2 separate regions of the Callithrix jacchus genome follow, and region 2 is linked to region 1. The links are chromatin contacts, called in public Hi-C maps. All regions are on one chromosome and are shown on one strand. Each heading gives the region's core, a stretch centred on a gene start, on an enhancer-like site or on the middle of the called end of the contact. The rest is flanking DNA. Distances are from core to core; before and after follow the strand shown.

What was found. Hi-C and Micro-C count contacts between places; a contact is called where the count stands out from the background.
Region 2: a contact with region 1 is called in a Hi-C map of skeletal muscle, with 12 times the contacts expected there. The contact joins two enhancer-like sites. A contact is called at or near these places in 3 of 3 Hi-C or Micro-C datasets (induced pluripotent stem cells and skeletal muscle).

Annotation. Positions count from the first base shown.
Region 1 is chr15:50,928,260-50,931,187 of calJac240_pri, forward strand. All of the region lies in intron 4 of LMOD3 (leiomodin 3), which reads right to left. Among named protein-coding and RNA genes, the nearest start is that of ARL6IP5, 27 kb to the left of the region's middle. Within about 2 kb of position 1,387, at least 6 of the 16 cell types and tissues checked have an H3K27ac peak or open chromatin away from gene starts, as enhancers often do. A contact at or near this core is called in skeletal muscle, where this site is marked.
Region 2 is chr15:51,126,171-51,129,098 of calJac240_pri, forward strand. All of the region lies in intron 4 of FRMD4B (FERM domain containing 4B), which reads right to left. Among named protein-coding and RNA genes, the nearest start is that of LMOD3, 150 kb to the left of the region's middle. Within about 2 kb of position 1,546, at least 5 of the 16 cell types and tissues checked have an H3K27ac peak or open chromatin away from gene starts, as enhancers often do. A contact at or near this core is called in skeletal muscle, where this site is marked.

The sequences.
Region 1 (2,928 bases), core at 137-2,636:
AAAAAGGAGAGAAGGAGAGGAAGAAAAAGAGGGAGAGCAGGAATATTGCTTCATTCTAAAAATGGGTATTAATAATGGCCGATCAATATTTTGTGTATTTAAAATGGAGAACTCTATAAATATTTATTGAGTTTACTTGTTCCAGATCTGAGTTGAAGTCCTGGATATCCTTATTAATTTTTAAAAAATTAATTAAAAAAAAGAATTAATAAAATAGCCTTTTTGCTTTCTACTTTAAAAATTAACCCTTTAATTTATCCATATCAAATATTTTTAGAAAACCAAAAACTCTCAAAGCTGCAAGAAAAGCAAAGCACACATTTTGTTTTTGAAGAAGCCATTTCTAGGCAGAATACAAAAGATAGAAATCATAAAAATAGCTAGGTATGTTATAAAAATATAAAACAAAGAGTATCAACTTGTTAGGGAGCCTTTTTTCCCTTCACTTGTTAGCTTCTGAAGAAAGTATGTTTAGTGTGCCAGTGTGTGTGTGTGTGTGTGTGTGTGTGTAGCATTACACAGGGCTCACATACGCATACACTCAGAGGCTGGGAGGCAGAGCAGGGTAAGAAGATTGGTTTCAGCACAGGCTGTTTAATTTGGCATGCCTGTATTAAGATCCTACTCTGGACCACCTCAGTGGGAGTCCAGGATAGAGATGTGCAAGACCTGCTTTGAAGAACTCAGAATCCTGTAGGAGAGAACACTGTGAGCAGAAGGGCTGTGAACCTGGAGAAGAATGTGGGAGGTGCTATGAAAGAGGTGTGGCCAAAGGGTAATGGAAATACACAGGCAGAGCACTCCTGATGTTTTGTTGTGTATAAGAAATAGCATTTGAGTCAAGCCTTGGAAAATGGATAGATTCTAACAGATAGAGATTGAAGAAAAGGTAATTTGAGGCAAAGGGCGCTATGGAGGAAAGCAAGGCCCTTCAGGGAACACAGCAGCAGACACAGTTTACCAGGGATATCACAGAGTCGTGGTTATCAAATGTGGTCCTGGAATGAGCAGCAGCAGCATTACCAGGGAATTTGTCAGAAATGCAAATTCTTAGGTCCCACACATGACCTACTGAATCAGAGACTCCGTCGGTGGGCTCAGTAATCTGTATTTAACCCTTTAGGTGATTTTGATCCACAATAACATTTGAGAATCACTATATGGACTTTAGAAAAGAATACAAAAAATATTTTTTCCCACTACATATTAAGGGCAAGCAATTCTGGTTTATATAATTCCTGGATTATATGTGCTCCTGTGGGATAAGCTTGAAATGTTACATTGCTTTTTTCCTGTGGAGGTTCCCTTTATAAGAATAACAACATTTCCAAAGCTAGATCTATGTTTGGCCTTGGCTCTTACAGATCATCCTGGTTTATCGGAAGCCCCAAAAATGGGGAGGAGGGGTGGAAGGAAAAAAAGGAGCTGAAGATAACCCCGGAGTTTTAGACCTAAATGCGTGACAGAATGGAGATAAGACAGAAAACTGGGAACCAGAAACAACCCCTAGGCCTAAAAATGAGCAGTTTGGTTTGGGGACAGATTGAATATGCTAAGAAAACCCTGAATGATCTAAAGGGAAAGGAAGATTTAGGGATTGTTCTAGATTACCTGACAAGAGAAGAGGAATTTCCTATTACATGATAGGAAAGAGGAGACAATTACAAAAAGAATCTAGAGAACCTGGTTAAAGAGAAAGAAGATCTTATAAATGTGGCAGAGAAGAAATGGCCAGTGATGAAGATGAATGCTCAAGGGTTTGTAAACTTCAACTCTGTAATCATAACAACCCTAATGTGTCGTGGAGTCTTTTGATGAACTAAAGCTGCCCATATTATTATACTGAAGTCTTTCTGAAGGAAAATCTAGCGATGGCTTTAGTCAACTGGATGGGAGCAGTCCAGATAAACATGAGTAAGTCTGAAGTGAAACTGAATGTTAAAATAGTTATCTTGTGTGATTGGCACAGAAGCTTGGATATGATATAAAATGCAGCTGGCCTCGGTGAATTAAACAGTTGCTGCAAATGGGATTTTATCTCAGTGAAAAGTACAAATACTCCTTTGAGATGGTAGGAGTGAGCAGACCACAACATTTTTGAAGATGAAAGAATATCACGCATTTGTCAGGGAGGGATAGGCCTATCCAGCCTAATGCCTTTGTGCTATCATACTGACTCAGCCTTATTAGCTCAAAGGGAAATGATTTACTCATTATCTAATACATTCAGCTTGTGAGATAAGACAAAGATTTTTTAAAACATAGCTAAAAACAACAAGAGCAAACTAAAAAATTCTGCAGAAGCCAAGTAAGTCATGTAAACGAGGAAAGCATGCCAGGTGCAAGGCAGTATGGGTAAAAGAGCAAACTAGAGAGTCCATGAGCAAAACAAAAACAAAAAGAGAAAATATAAAAAATAAAATAAAATAAAAAATAAAAAAAAGGGAGTCCATGAGCATTCTCAAGGGTGAAATCAATGCACAGAGACAGCTGATTTGTTTCCATGCAAGAGCAGTGTGGCCAGATCTGATGTTCCAAGTGGTGTCAGATAATCTGAATTTTTTTGCATGTGACGTTCAAAAATGTACACAGTGGTACCCAAGCCAAATAATGCAGGCCTGCAGATCTGACCTCGTGCTCTACCAGTTTCCAGTACCTGGCTCACAGAGTAAATTTCTCTTAAACTGAATTGAATGGATAATTTCCTAGAGGAGGAAGCATTTGAGCAAAGCAAGTATATGGGTTTTTCTTTATTTTTTGCCAGCAACTTCATTTCAGGTATCCCAGGCCAGAAGCATCGGGTGAGGAGAGAATAAGCATTAAAATGTATTTTTAAAAGATTTTTTTTTTTGAGACCTTGCTCTGTCACCCAGGCTGGAGTGCAGTGGCTCAATCTCTGCTCACTACAAATTCCACCTCCCGGGTTCT
Region 2 (2,928 bases), core at 296-2,795, 200 kb after region 1:
TTTCCCATCAGCAAATATAACAGATCTAACCAATATCTTAAAAAGATGATCATATGTACCTCTATCAGGCGTGCAGACCAGCCACAAAGCAAGTTTTATTTTTGGCTAGAATTATACAGTGGAAGGCCCATCGTCGCCATCCCATTGGAAGGGACAGTGATCAAAAGTCACAGTCATGTTGTAAAGGCTATTTGTTATTTCTTGGTAAACAAAGCTTATTTAGCAAAGAGATGGGAACCATTATGGTGACCTGAAGGGCTGGTGCCTCAGGAGGGCCGTGACTGCCCTCTAGGGGTAAAAGACTCACTCTGCACACAGAGCTGCCAAAGGCACTAACACGTATAATCTCAGGAACTTTATCTCTCCCTCTCCTGGTAACTTGACCTTGAATCTGTTCTGGTTGGTCACCATCACTGCTTTTATTACGTAACTGCCAGCTATTTCTCCTCTTGGTCTGTCGATGAGTTGTAGACAGTAGCCACTTTCATTGGCAAAATGTTCCTTTCAGCTTTGTGTTCTTCTGTTTAAAGTTCACCAAAGGCAAAAGATGCACGTGGCATCTAGGCTGGAAAATGCAACTCAGACGGCATCCTGGGAGGGCTCTCACTCAGTGGTTTTCCGGGGGTGAAAAGAGGGAGGAGGGAGTGCTGAAAGAAAATGCTTTCCAAAAATATTTACCAGACAAAGAAAAAGAACTAGGCCTATGACCAAGACATTGCAAGGAGACACCCTTGGACATAAGCAATTTTCCAGACCCGCTCCACAGAAAGGTGGAAATGGCCAACTTCCACCCCCTCAACAGCCCCACTCAAACTTCTTCTGAAAATAAACACAACTAGAGCCAGGAGGTGCCTCCCCGAACTGGTCATAATTCAAAAAGAGACTCTGCCGTCACTTGCAGGGAGTGCACAGAGGACACTTTGGAGCCGGGGTTCTTGGGGAAAGATTAGAACTATAGTTACCTCCTTTTGACCAGCTAAAGGAGATAACTGGGAAAGGGGCTGTGTGAGGATTCTTCTCACAGTGTAGTTTTGAGAAAAATCTCAGGGCTCAACAAGGAGGGTGGCCCAAATCATTGAAGGAAGTCATTCCTATCATTCCTTTTCCTTTCTTTGAGACAGAGTCTCGCTTTGTTGTCCAGAATGGAGTGCAGTGGCACAATTTCGGCTCACCGCAACCTCCACCTCCAGGGTTCAAGTGACCCTCGTGCCTCAGCTGCCTGAGTAGCTGGGATTATGGGTGACTGCCACCATGCTCGGCTAATTTTTGTATTTTTAGTACAGATAGGGTTTTGCCATGTTGCCCAGGCTGGTCTTGAACTCCTGACCTCAGGTGATTCCCCCCGCCTTGGCCTCTAAAGTTTGGAGATTACAGGTGTGAGCCACTGCACCCAGCCTATTTTTCCTTTTTTTTTTTTTTCTGAAGAGAAGGTCCTACAGTCTGAACCCCTGACTTATGCACCGTCTGGTTTATGTTCAACTGAACTTGGAGCTTTTCCTGAAGACTTTCATGTGGCCAGGACCCTCTTTTCCAGTCTGCCACAAACCTTGCAGCCCAAGGGACCTCTGACACTGCAGTCATAAGCCACATTCCTCCTCCATCTAACATCTTTCCATGGCCTGGGTGTGCCTCCTCTACGGTGTGACTAACAAGGCTCACCCATGATCTTGTCCCCATGATCAGGCCAATGTCTTCATCATTGGGAAAATGCACCTTGTTCACTGCCATGTTCATGCATTTGCCCGTAAAATAACTCATGCCTAGAATGTCACCTCCCACCACCCCTCCAATCTATTTAAAGTCTACCTGACCTGCAAGATCCAATTTTAGTTACTCCTCTGTGTGTGACACCTACTCCAGTCCTCCTTCAGTTTCCTTAACTCTTTCTTATTGCAACACATTGGATGATAGCTCCCCCGACCTTTTTCATTTTTTTTTTTTTTTTGAGACAGGGTATCGCTCTGTAGCCCAGGCTGGATTCTCTTGCCTCAGCCTCCCAAGTAGCTGGGAATACAGGTGTCCACCACCACGCCCAGCTTATTTTTGTGTTTTTGGTAGAGACTGGGTTTCGCCATGTTGTTCAGGCTGGGGTCAAACTCCTGGGCTCAAGTGATCCGCCTACCTCAGCCTCCCAAAGTGCTGGGATTACAGGCATTAACCAACACACCTGGCTGATAGCTCCCTTTTATTGTGGGCCTGTGCCATGGAGATGCTCTGCATACCTTACCTGATTTAATAGTGTTGAATACTAGTACCCTATTCATAGGTGCCCTATGTAGTACATACTATATAAGACACTATTACATCCAGCATACAGATGAGAAAACTTGAGTGTCAGAGATGTTAAGTAACTGGTCTAAGGTCACACAGCTAGCTATCAAGATTCTCTGACACCTGCTCCTACCTCCCTCTCAATCCTTATCCTGTACCACTTTCACTTTTAATCTCTGTACTCTCATCACACTTGCTTTATTTTTGTTTGGGACAGGTTTTCACTCTGTCGCTCGGGCTAGAGTGCAGTGGTGAGATCACCATTCACTGAAACCTCCACCTCCTGGCCTCAGGCAATCCTCCCACCTAAGCCTCCCGAGGAGCTGGGACTCCAGTGAACCACCATGCCCCCTTAATTTTTTTGTTTGTATTTTTACTAGAGATGGCATTTCACCATGTTGCCCACTCTGGTCTAGAATTCCTGGCCTTAAGTGAGCTGACTGTCTCAGCCTCCCAAAGTGCTGGGATTATGGGTATGAGCCACTGTGCCCAGTCTTGTTTTTTCTTTCTCAAAAAAAAAAACAAACAAATCACAAAAGTCAGGCTCAGCCCCACCTCAGGACTTTTGCACTGGCTTTTGTTTGTAATGCCTCCCCAGACTTTTGCACTGGTTCTTACTTGTCATTATATGTCACCTCCTAGATACTGTCCTAGCCC